Linked DNA regions of Mus musculus: region 1 is linked to region 2. The links are chromatin contacts, called in public promoter capture Hi-C maps. All regions are on one chromosome and are shown on one strand. The core of a region is the stretch at or near the end of the contact, and the rest is flanking DNA. Distances in the headings are between cores, read along the strand shown. Region 1 holds the start of Rnf20 (ring finger protein 20). Region 2 holds the start of C9orf72 (C9orf72, member of C9orf72-SMCR8 complex).

Region 1 (6,515 bases), core at 692-3,191, about 14 Mb before region 2:
AACAGCTCACTCTTATGAGTGCATGCTATTGCTTTTACAACGTTTGAGCTCTTTACAAGGACTCCCATTTTGCCTCCATCATAACCCAATGTCACACACAGGTACTACAGATTCATTTCACAATCAAACGGGCACAGGACAGATAATACAGGCCATACAGCCAAGAGATATGGCAGAGAGCACGCACGCGCGCACACACACGCGCGCACACACACGCACGCACACACACACACACCCCGGGCACTGATCTGACTCTCATTCAGCACTAGCACTCTCAAAGGCTTTGCTAGGGTGCCTCTCAGAACACGGCACCTATTTTTCAGTAAGGGAAAAGTGCCAATTAACTATAGCAAAGACTACTGTAGTCAGACTCTCAATAAAATAAAATAAAATAAACACCACAGCTTGCAAATACAGATCAAACATAAATTAATACACCTCACTTCAAGAACTGACCACCACATCAATTCATCTATTTCCCTCTTCTTTGCTAATGCTTATCTCTTAATTCAAGAAGCTTCCATAAATTTCTACTTTCAGGAACAACTGACAGAAGCCAAGCACACTTTTGCAGCCTCGTTTTCTCGTACCGTTGAAGAGACACCTCCTAACTTAATTGTTTCCACGGTGGTCCCTGAATCTTCAACAGCTGTCTTCTTCTCTGGAGGCATAGATGTGCCCGGCTCTCCAGCTGCTCTTTTATTTCCAATTCCTGACATCTTGGTATAAGATGACAGTTATATTTTTCTGAATGAAAAAACAGAAACAAAAATAGAAAACATGAACTGAATCAAGATAAGCAGACATGCCACAATATAAAGTACCTGTATATAAAAACTAGTAATTTTTTTCAGGCCAACTCTTTAACCTAAATCAAATAATTCTACGACAAAACCCATCAACCCTAAATCAAGAGAGAAGGGGGAGGGGAACTGTTGAGGAATGGGATTGACAGGATTATAAATTTCTACACAAGATGCTAATAACAAATAAAATTCTACTCAAATAATAGAGAAGCTATGAATAAATTTCAGGATTCTCACTTCCTGAGATGCCAAAAACAAAAAACTAAAAGAAGGAGAGTTTATTTATGACAGAGGTTAAGGTTAAAGTATTAGGAGACTTGGGGCAAGAGACGTGGGAAACATTAGCTAAGTCATTAATCCTATACAAGTCAGTTATCTCTGAATCTCGGTTTCCTAAACGAAGGACAACAACATGTTGCTAGACTTACTGCAACAAATGGATGGCATAGTTATAGAAACAACTTAGCATAATGTCAGATGAACACTAAGCACCCAGAAATGCAAGCGTTCTCTTTGCAGAGCCTTGTAAACGCTCCCTGAGCAGTTAGTTCTCCAGATGTCAGACGTAGGTGAGCACCCCAGCGCTTCCTTTGGGGAGCCGGGCTGCCTTTAGAGACCGAACCTGCCAACAATCCCCGTTTCTTTATCTGTTCAGACGGGATGCTCTTTCAGTATTTCCTACCTGACTCTGGTTCCGAAACTCACAAGGAGGTGGAATGGATGCTAGATGGCGAGCACCGCGGCCATCAGGGGTCTACATCCAGCCGGCTTCCGATCCAAACTCCGGGACGAGGCGTCAATGGCAAGCAGCAATCTGGGTTGGACCTCGCCTGCAAAGAGAGGAGACGGGAGCTGAGGAGAGAGCGCAGCTTGACTGGAGAGCGCTGGCCGCTGGCTCCGGCGTGGCTAACTACAGGCCGGGAAGATGGGACCCGAGAGTCCTCGCCGCTCACGGCCCGGGAGCAGCAGACGACAGAGCAAACCTGGGCTCTGGCAACTCCCGCCGCAGGGAGCGCGCGGCTCCCAGCGCTTCTTCACGAAGGCCCGAGAGGGACTCCAAGGGATTCACTTGGGATCCGCTGCGAGAGGGACTGAGCTCCACGGAGGCGGAGGCACGGAGAGGAAGTAGGGAAAAGGAAAAGGAAGTTGCTTCAACTTTACCCGAGGCACGGCGAGGAGAGGGCGGAAGTGACGTGTGGGAGACCGCCAGGCGGAAGTGACGCGTGAGGAGGGGGCGCAGTCAGTTCTGCGTGTGCGCTGCCGCCTCTGTGTTGGGATGGGCGGGGACTGTTTCAGACTCCAGTCCCAAAGTGACCGGTCTCTTCAACGCGAAGCATTGTGTACGGTTTTTTTGTTTTTTGTTTTCTTTTTTTTAAGGTCCATTATTATTACTGACGGAAAGCGTTTTGTTTATGTTTTGTGTTGGGGGGGCGGTCCTATCTCATCCAAGCTGCTAATTGGTTGATGGTCCTGTCCATCTCCCAAAGGGCAAGCGCCCTTACCTGAGGTGTGGGTGGAGCACTCTTTAAAGAGATGAAATAGCCTGCGTAAAACTCAAGGAATTTGACCGATTTCTAGTTCTGTGTAGTTTCCTTAAAGGGGATTCCAGCACGGCGATGGTAGCACTCGCCTTTAATCCCAGCACTCAGGAGGTAGAAGCGGGCTGATTCCTCTGAGTTCAAGGCTAGCCTGGTCTACAAAGCGAGTTCTCGTACAGCCGGAGCTACACAGAGAAACCATGTCTTGAAAAACCAAAATAAATAAGCACATAAATACATACATACTATGCATAGAAACCCTGCCTCAAAATAAATAAATACTACACAGAGAAACTCCTGTCTGGGAAGGCCAAAATAAATAAGCGGGGTCTCTATTTAGCACTACCTGCAAATGACACTCAGCTGGAGAACTTTAGTCTCTTGTAGGGTTAAAAAGTCACCTTCGCCGGGCGGTGGTGGCGCATGCCTTTAATCCCAGCACTTGGGAGGCAGAGGCAGGCAGATTTCTGAGTTCAAGGCCAGCATAGTCTACAGAGTGAGTTCCAGGACAGCCAGAGCTACGCAGAGAAACCCTGTCTCAAAAACCAAAAATAAAAAATAAAAAAAAAAATAAAGCCACCTTCATCCCATCCCATCTTCCCCCTATGGATTCTCATCACAGGTTTGGAAACTACTGCTTTAGTGTTTGGAGAGGATAAGATACTGACCAGAGACACTGGGGATGGGGGGGGGGGGGTCGGGGGGGGGGAGGAGGGTGTTAATTAAGAACAAGTCAATTAGTCTGTAATCTCAGTACCCGTCTTAATATGATTTTTTTTTAATGTGTGCATAGGTGTTCGAGTGCCCACATGTAAAGCTCAGAGGACAACTTTTGGAGCTAGGTCGTACTTCGAAGGCTCGGGTCTCAAGGGCTGAACTCGGGGTGACAAGCACCTTTACCCACTAAACCATCTTGCCAGGCCAGTACCAGGATGTTTAAAATTTATTGAGCGTTGATATTTTTTTTACGTTAGAAATAAACTACATCATTCAATTTTACTAAATGCATTTTAATGATAAAAAGGCAATCGATCTAATCTGCCCTTGAAAAGCAGTGTGGCTTCTGAAATTGTGGCAAATTAACCAATGACAGCAGATAAAGGCACAGGGATGTAAGAATGGCTGCTATACCCTTTTTAAAAAATACATGTAAATATGTTTGGAGGAAAACCTAACCCACACCGAATTTCTGGCAGTAGAAAGAATTTGGGTGTTCTTGTACTTGATTAGTCTTACCTGTGCATGAGACAAGAAGGTTGTATTAGTCAGGGTTCTCTAGAGTCACAGAACTTATGGGTAGTCTCTAGTAAGGGAATTTGTTGGTGACTTATAGTCTGCAGTCCAACTCCCCAACAATGGTCAGCAGCAGTTGTGAATGGAAGTCCAAGGATCTAGCAGTTGCTCAGTTCCACAAGGCAAGCAGGCAAAGAGTGAATCTTCCTTCTTTCAGTGTCCCGATGTAGGCCTCCAGCAGAAAGTGTGTCCCAGATTAAAGGTGTGGTGTACCACCACTCCCGGATCTGGGACTTGCTTGTCCCAGGCTGACCTTGAACTCAGAGATCACCTGGCCTCAGTCTCCAGGGATTAAAGGCATGTACTACCTCGCCTGATCCTATGCTTTTCGTGGCCACTATGTCTCAAGATCTCCATGCCAAGATCCAGGTCAGAAATGTGTCTCCCAGCCTCAAGATCTGGACCAAAGGTGAGCCTTCGAATTCTGGATTGTAGTTCATTCCAGATATAATCAAGTTGACAACCAGAAATAGCCACTACAAAAGTCAACTGTGGAAAAACTTGTTTTGTTGGTGCCTTGGAGTGCAGTATCTAACCTGTTCCAGAGAAAATTTGGAGTGCAGTATCTAACCTGTTCCAGAGAAAATTGTCTGTAAATGAACTTGACCCTGCACTTGACCCTGCAGTGTGGTGAAAATGAAGTGTGAGAATTGTTTCTGTACCTTTAATTTTTTTCAAATCCTTTTTTTTTTTTTTTTTTTTTTTTTTTGGTTTTTCGAGACAGGGTTTTTCTGTATAGCCCTGGCTGTCCTGGAACTCACTCTGTAGACCAGGCTGGCCTCGAACTCAGAAATCTACCTGCCTCTGCCTCCCGAGTGCTGGGATTAAAGGCCTGCACCACCACTGCCCGGCTCAAATCCTATTTTTAATGGTAGGTCTTAAATGCTTTAAACCTTCCTTATAACCTACCACCCACCAGGGGTAATGTAAAAGGAAGGATAAGGGGCAGCGTGTGTGTGTGGACCTGTTTAGAAAGGTTCTTTGGAACAATTTCCATCTGTGTTGTCTGGAAAATGGCGGTTCAGTTCACAGATTAGCAGGCAGTGGCAGCTTGACCCACTTGCAAATACCTCATGGATATACCAGCAGTTCATTTCAGTAGAGTCGGGTTAGCAACAGCGGTGACACGACCTAACAGAGACAGTCAGGCCTCAGCCTTGATTCAAATCAGCAGGAGGGACCAACTGAACTCCAGGAGAAGTTCTCAGCTGTGCCTCTCTCAGGGAGCAAAGGTCAGCAAAACCTTGAGAGCATTGTACAGCTAGCTGAACCAGCAAGCCAAGCTCTGTCTCCCTGGAATCCTATTTCTACCCTCCAAACATCACGTGTCCTCCACATGCCTTGCCTCAGCATGTGCATCCAATCAGCTTGAGTCCTTGGAAGCGCCAACAAACTGCAGCACACTACCAGAAGGGTTTTTTGGTGCATTTCTCTCTATGGCATCCCAACAAATGCTACTCAACTATGCAATGTAATGTGGACCAATACATGTGTGTCATTAGCAAAGAATCTTTCACCATGTGTCCTTTCAGGTGCTTCCTTTAGCAGAACGTCCTCTCCTGTGTCTGCTTCAGAGAAACTTTCCTTTATGTGTTTGCCCCAGCAAAACACCATCCAACCAACTTTCCAAGGAACCCTTAAGTTTCCACTTCAGTTTCCTTGGCCCACCCGTTGAAAAGCATCATAAAAGACACTACTCTGACAAGAGTTGATGTCTTACAGCTTACCATAAGGTCACTGAATAGCAAGCAAAGGCTAATATTGGGGAATAGATATATAGAGAGAGCCATTTCATTATGAAAATATAGAGCCAGTTCCATAGCTATTAGACAGAAAGGGTTAATGTCTGCACGATGGTTTCAGTTCCTACCTTTGGGTAGAGCCTCCATGCGTGGTGCTCATTTAGGAGGAGATTTTAAAACCCTCAAGCTCCCTTCTGGCATTCCTGGCCAGAGGATCAAAGGGTTTCTGCTTTCAAGTCCTTGTTCTGAGCTACCTACCTGTCTTGTCTCTGTCTCTTCCTTTCATCTGCTTTCTTCCACGAATCTTGTGTGAGGACCCAAACTAGCCTCTGTGTTTCTTAAGAATAAAGCCAGCAAAATGGGGTTAGAATCTGTAAGGGAGTCTCAGGAAGATGGAAAGAGATCAAAGCCACCTCCAACCTTAACTTCTGAGTGCCGGGAGGAAATACTGAGAGGAGAACAAGCCTTTCCTGAAAGTTTACGTTCTCACCCTGTGAGTGCCCTCCCCCCACATCCAGCTACGGAGGAAGTTATCCTTCTCAGAAGTCCTAGTAAGTCATCTGTCATCTTCACACATGGCAAGGCTTTCTACAGAAACACACACACACTCTCTCTCTCTCTCTCTCTCTCTCACACACACACACACACACCCCAAACACACACACACTCACACACAGGAAGATGGATGAGAAAAGAACAGCTTGGCTCATGAAGTCATGGGGCTTGGTTAGTTCAGATTTTGCAAACCAGGGAAATGGCTGCAGTTGGACTCCACTGGCAGAATCCTTGCCCACTAGACGGGAAAAGGTATCCACCGTTCTTCTTCCTTAACATTAAGGACTTCATCTGATTGGATGGTGCCTAGCAACTTTAATGATAATCTTTAAACCACCACTTTAAATGGTAACTTCATATGACTCCACTTATAAATGTCTCATCATTTTCATTAATGTTATAATTTAATAAATACCAATGTTTTCACTTATTGGGATTTTTAAAAATTGATTTTGATGCACGGCCTCACACTGTGCCCTGGAATGGACTGGAATTCACTATGTAACCTCAAACACCATGAGGATTACTTCAGACTTGTGTGTTAATCTCCTGAATGTTGAGATCATAGACATGAGTGACCA
Region 2 (6,091 bases), core at 760-3,259:
CTACTTATTATTTTCTTCCTGATTAATAAAAGTTAGCTACAATCCAATTAAAATATATAGGCTACTTTACCTATGCCTAAGTAATTGTTCCATCTGATGTGAAGAAAAAGGTCTCCACTCATTGATCACAAAATATAAGTTGTATCATGGTTTATTTCATTTCCTGTGGTCATACAATATTTTAGATCGTGATGTTTCATTTTTTTCTCCAAAGAGAGAAAAAGAGAGGAATATGGTAGGGACCAAACCCAGGGAGTCACACATGCTAGGCAAGCCCTCTACCCACGAAGCTACATCCCTAGTCCTTTCTTGGTTTGATTATTTTTTTTAAATAAAACATTTATTCTAGGACTGATATTACACAAAATAAGTTATTTGAGGGACACTGTTTTTGTCTCTAGGTAAAATTTTGAAGGAAAAAAAAAACACTAAGAAGGTATATTCCTTCAAAGTTCCAGTCTTATTCTGAAGTGTAATGTTATGTTAGTTTGACTCACAGACAGGTTTTAAAGAAGGGCTTACTTCAAGAGGACACCAAACAAATACCTTCTATTCCTAGTGGGCTCTGGAATCACAGAAAACTGACCCAATCAATTACATTGATAGCTCTGGCTTACTACAGACAAGCAAATTATCTTAAGTGTGCATGCATGCGCGTGTATGTGTGTTAGTACCTAACACCCACCTGGGAACTTTTCAGCTTTTCAGTGTGGGATATAGTATAAACGTCTATTCCTCGTGTTGTGGATTAGCTGACTGGCCTCACTCAGCTGCCTTCCTTACCTGCAAACTCACCCACTTTGACTACAGCATCGCACTCTTAACCCTAGCCTTCCAAACATGGTCCTATGCTATTTCTGTGTGTCTGGATGTATTTTTAACTCTCAGATGTATACTTCATTTATGAGATATACATCTGAAGACCACGGTACAAAACACTGTAAGAACTTGATAGAATGACAACTGCTAGGTAAAAAAAAAAAAAAAAAAAAAAAAAAAAAAAAAAAAAAGCATACAATACCTGGTGAGAGTTCTATTTTTACCGAAGGTGGTATTGATAGGTATTCTGTTATTAATGCCTTTCTTTTCCCTATAAATGATGAAAAGTTGCTGGAAAATAATAAACACTACTCATCTGTAGTGAAAAGCCACAATACAGTTACAAACCAATCAATCAATCAATAAATCAGACGTCATGGTGTTCTTTTCCCAAAGGTTAAAAAACAAAGTGCACTGTGCTATTTGGCAAAAATGACGTTTAGAAGAAAACACGGTGACTACGCACAGAGGGTGGGGGAATCATTGTGCTTGTTGCGGAGTGAACACGTACAGTGTGCACGCAGACTTACGGCATTTAACCGTGTCATAGGGACCAAAGGAAATCCACTCACTCACTAAATATTTGTTGAGCACCCACTACCTGCCAACTCCCAAACAAAACAAAGCAAAACTACTTACAACCACAAACTACGCTTCGTAACCTAGATAGATAACGCAGGTGACACTATCTATCTAGGTTGAGCTCAGCTCTGCCCATGCTTTTCCTGAGCGGCTCTTGGAAGAAAAGCTACAAAGCCCATGACAGCCTCCGCCTGGCCAGCTGCCACTGGCATCTCAAGGCTGGCAAAGCAAAGTGAAAGCGCCAACCCGGAACTTACGGAGTCCCACGAGGGAACCGCGGCGCGTCAAGCAGAGACGAGTTCCGCCCACGTGAAAGATGGCGTTTGTAGTGACAGCCATCCCAATTGCCCTTTCCTTCTAGGTGGAAAGTGGTGTCTAGACAGTCCAGGGAGGGTGTGCGAGGGAGGTGCGTTTTGGTTGCCTCAGCTCGCAACTTAACTCCACAACGGTGACCAAGGACAAAAGAAGGAAACAAGACTGCAGAGATCCGCACCGGGGAGCCCTGCAGATTCTGGGTCTGCTGTGGACTGGGGGCGGGACTGCGACTGGGCGGGCCTGGGGGCGTGTCCGGGGCGGGGCGGTCCCGGGGCGGGGCCCGGAGCGGGCTGCGGTTGCGGTCCCTGCGCCGGCGGTGAAGGCGCAGCAGCGGCGAGTGGGTGAGTGAGACGCGCGGGCGGAGGGGGGCTGCTGCCACGGTCGGCTCGCGGGCCGGCCGGCTCCGGGTACCAGCGGGGTTTTTTTCTCCTTCGAGGTGAACTCCTCCCTGTCCCCCGGGCGAAAGAGCCCTTGGCCTTGCAGGAGTTGCGGGGGCCGCGGCGGTGCGGAGGGGATGGGGATGGGCCTCATCTTTGCTGTCCGCCCGCGCTCCCCGATCCCGACCCGGAGCGTCTCCCGGGCCCTTGAGGGAACCCTCCGGGAGTACGGCGAGCGCGGCCCCCACCGCCACAAGCCTGGGCCCCAGGGGCCTGGCCCGGCGACAGCTGGTGGGTCCTGCGACCCAGTCAGGTCTCCCGAGGGTCCCCGCCCGGGAGGAGAAAGCGCCGGTGGGATGGAGTAAGGACGGACAGAACAACACGCAGGCAGGATTTCGCAGAAGTTTGCAAGGAGTGCGGATGCCCACTTACATGGGCTGCTACTCTTACCAGGTTGTTCCCCAGTTCTGTGGGACGTGACCTGGTTGCCTCACAGCTCCGCGGTTGTACAGACTTATTAAAGGAAGTGACCATTGTGACTTGGGCATCACTTGACTGATGGTAATCAGTTGCAGAGAGAGAAGTGCACTGATTAAGTCTGTCCACACAGGGTCTGTCTGGCCAGGAGTGCATTTGCCTGGGAGGGATTGGTTGCGCTTTCTGGTGTGGGGACTATTAGGCTCTTGTAGAGTTTTGTCCCGGCAGATGGATAAATTTCTTGTTACACTGTTCCCGTTCGTCACCAGTTGAGAAAAACGGGTACACAGTCTGTCTCAGTAGTACTTTTACTTTATATTAAGGGCCCAAAAGGGACTGGAAAATACTTTAAGATAGAATCGTTAGTCCACTTGGAAAACTTAAAATATGAGAGAGAGAGGGGGGGGGGAGAGAGAGAGAGAGAGAGAGAGAGAAAGGAAGGAAGAAGGAGGAAGAGGAGGAGGAAAGAGATTGAGATTATGTTAATAATATGGAATCAGAATATTTGAAATATAGTAAGCGTCCCCTCAGTTAAAGAGGACATTCCAGGAGGCCCCCAGTATAGCCTGAAATCTCAGGAAACGCCTACATACACCCATCGTGTGGATATAGGTGTTTTCCCTTCATTACATTTCATACACAGATGTTAAAGTTTAGAAAGTAGGCACAATAAGAGATTACAAATAACTGATAATAAAGTCGAGCCATTGCAGCTGCTCTGTAAAAGTCCTGTGAATGTGATCGCTTTGTGTTTCAAAGTAACTTACTGTACTTCACCCCTGTTAAGCAAAACAAGATTCACCTGAACGCAGGCACCTTGGTACCTTGGCAGACACCAGATCTGATAACCAAGAGGATGGAGAAGTAGTGGCAGACAGTGTGGAGAGCATGAATATGCTAGACAAAAGGGTGAATCATAACCTAGGAGCAGAAAGCAGGTATTTCATCATCCTCCACAGTAAAAACCTATGTCACGTAAAAAACCTACAAGTAGTTTTTCTTTTACTCTTTTTGAATGAAAGCTTGCTACAGGCACTGAAAGTTAAAATAATCTGTGGATCAGGAGGAACAGGGGTTTTCTGTCTGAGTCACTGCTGACTAGCACCTCAGTGACCATTGGCACTGTGGGAAACCCCAGAGTCAGTTGGAAACTTCGAAACTAAAGGTGACGGTGTTCTTATTTCATAGAACACAAAAAATAAGAGGGGTTACAGCCTGCGCTGCAGACTGGACATTCAACAAGCATTTAAATTTCTGGGAGACAAATGTAAATATAACTTTAAAAGTTGGTAAAATACTCTGTTTGGCTATGTTGGCCATCCAATGTTTGCTTTTAGAAAATGACTGAATGGATAAAACGTCTATCTTTTGAGCCTGCCCTAGACCCCCATGTTGAGTGAATACTGTCCAAGTGTTAGGTTAGCCGGCCTGAGAAACTTGGATCTAGGCAAGATGGCACAGTCCTGGTGTCATGAGTATGCATGTGAGTTTTGGCTGAAATTGAACATTTGTAGAGAATGACAAAGGCTGGTCTGGCAAGTAGTCCACTGTCTTTACAGTGGTCTTGGTTAGTTCCTGTTTGGCTGAGAGGGCTGGTTGATGGCTGTCCTGCCCCTCTTCCCACAAGTGGAAGCCTTATGGTATAATTCTTGATCACAGTAGCAGTAGGCAAATGAACTTCCTCAAAGCAGCCTGGAAAGCTGATTTTTTTTTCTTTCTTTCTCTTTTTTTTTTTTTTTTCACAAGGTTAAAGAAAAAACAAAGGGCTTCAAATGTGCCAGTCTGCTAACAGTGTTAACATGTTTATTAACATAAATAAACTTTATTAGTTTTTGGAAGTATTGGTTAAGCCCTCGTGACCCCTGAACTCGGTTTATAGAGTGATGAGTCGTAGCCTCACTCTGGTTTGGACTCTGGCTTCTCTCAGAAGACTCTGTGGCTAATGTTAACCTTCTGAAGTAGCCAGAAAACATATAAGCAAAAGTCTGTGAGGTTGAAATGAATTTTTTGGCCACATTTGTATATGGGTTCCCACCAATGCTAACTTCAGGTGTTAGTAATATCAGACTCACAGCTTCCCTGATTACACTTCGCTATAAGACTTTATTTTTTAGGTCATAGGAATTTCCCCTTTTTCATGATTCCTAAATCATGAAATAACATAGTCTAAAAATACGGTATTCCTGAAATAAACAATTTCTAAGTTTTAAGCTGCGTGCTATTCTGAACAGTCTGATGCCCTCTTGTAGCTTTTACTGTGTCCTACCCCGGGCATGGTTGATTCCTTTGTCCAAACATCTGTCTGTTGTATCCACACTGGATTGCACCACCTGCGTGCTAGTCAGTCACTCAGACATTTTAGTTATAAGGTAGCTTATATTTACTCCTTATTTTATTTAATAATGGCCTCATAGCAAGGCGGTAATGATACTGGTAATTTGGGTTTGCTTAAGAGGAGCCATGAAGTAGTTTTAAATGAAAAGGTGAAAATTCCCACTATAGTTTGGAGGGGGAGGCTATACTGGTACTACTACGATTCACGGTAAGACTAAATCTTCTGTGAAATTATGAAGGAGAAAAAGTTACACTGGTCTGGTCTTGCTGTTGGATTAATTTTATAGTTATAACCACTGTACATGATAAATAACCCTAAAACAATGAATTTGTAGGTGGATGGCATAATCTGAAAACCATGTTCTGAGCAGTTGATGGCAGCAGGCTGTGCTGGAAGTGTTAGGCATATTTATAGATTTCAGCCCAAGTTCTGAAGAGGCTGGAGAGATGGCTCAGTGGTTAAGAGTGCTTGCTATTGCAGAGGACCTAGGTTCCTCTACAGGCACCAGGCAAGCGTGGGACACACTGAGATACATACAGACAAAACATAAAATTAAATAAATTGTGCATAATAATACTAGTAATATATGAGTAAAATAAGGATAAATACACATCATAATTAAATAAATAAATTGTAAAGTTCCCTAGAAGTGAGGGTCACCAAGCCATTCACAAGATGGCTGCGCTGATGCAGGGATATATGTGAACTAGAAAAAGGTCAAACTTAACAGAGAAGTTCCAAGGCATGCTACTGCAGGCTTGGCTAGCATGCTTGACCTGCAGAAATGCTGACGGCCACTGGGAGGTTTTCACAAATGAGGAATTAGAAGAACTTTTTTTACTAATCTCCAGAAAAAAAAAAGGGAAGAAGAAACTGAAGCAGCCTGTGATGTGGACCAGAAACGCAGTGACAGTAACATGTGTGACATTGCAAAGGCATGAAAGGACAGAGCTGTGGAATACAGACCTCAGGTGGAGCTCAGCATAGAGTCATTCGGGGATTATGCCTGCTGCAGCAACAAAAGGATGAGCTCAAAAGAGACACCGACTTCTGAATGCAGTGGGTGTTTGTTTTGTTTTGTTTCAAATGAATTGGGCAGAAAACTTTCCAGCTGTGGAAGCTTCTGAACCGTCCCTTGCTGCTGACATCTAAGCGTCCGCTGTGTCCCAGCTCAGTGATCTAGGGT

What was found. Promoter capture Hi-C pulls out the DNA fragments that hold promoters and counts their contacts.
Region 1: a contact with region 2 is called in a promoter capture Hi-C map of pre-B cells. The contact joins the promoter of Rnf20 here to the promoter of C9orf72 in region 2. A contact is called at or near these places in 1 of 39 promoter capture datasets (pre-B cells) and 2 of 484 Hi-C or Micro-C datasets (CD4 T cells and rod photoreceptor).

The regions. Positions count from the first base shown.
Region 1 is chr4:49,627,486-49,634,000 of GRCm38.p6, reverse strand. Rnf20 (ring finger protein 20) reads right to left here and starts at 1,941. Exons shown (of 21, transcript NM_182999.2): 1 at 1,790-1,941; 2 at 1,489-1,636; 3 at 591-747. The coding sequence starts at 719. It overlaps Gm45952 (predicted gene, 45952), which reads left to right and starts at 2,049. Exons shown (of 2, transcript NR_168526.1): 1 at 2,049-2,146; 2 at 3,138-3,343.
Region 2 is chr4:35,221,754-35,227,844 of GRCm38.p6, reverse strand. C9orf72 (C9orf72, member of C9orf72-SMCR8 complex) reads left to right here and starts at 2,009. Exons shown (of 11, transcript NM_001081343.2): 1 at 2,009-2,057.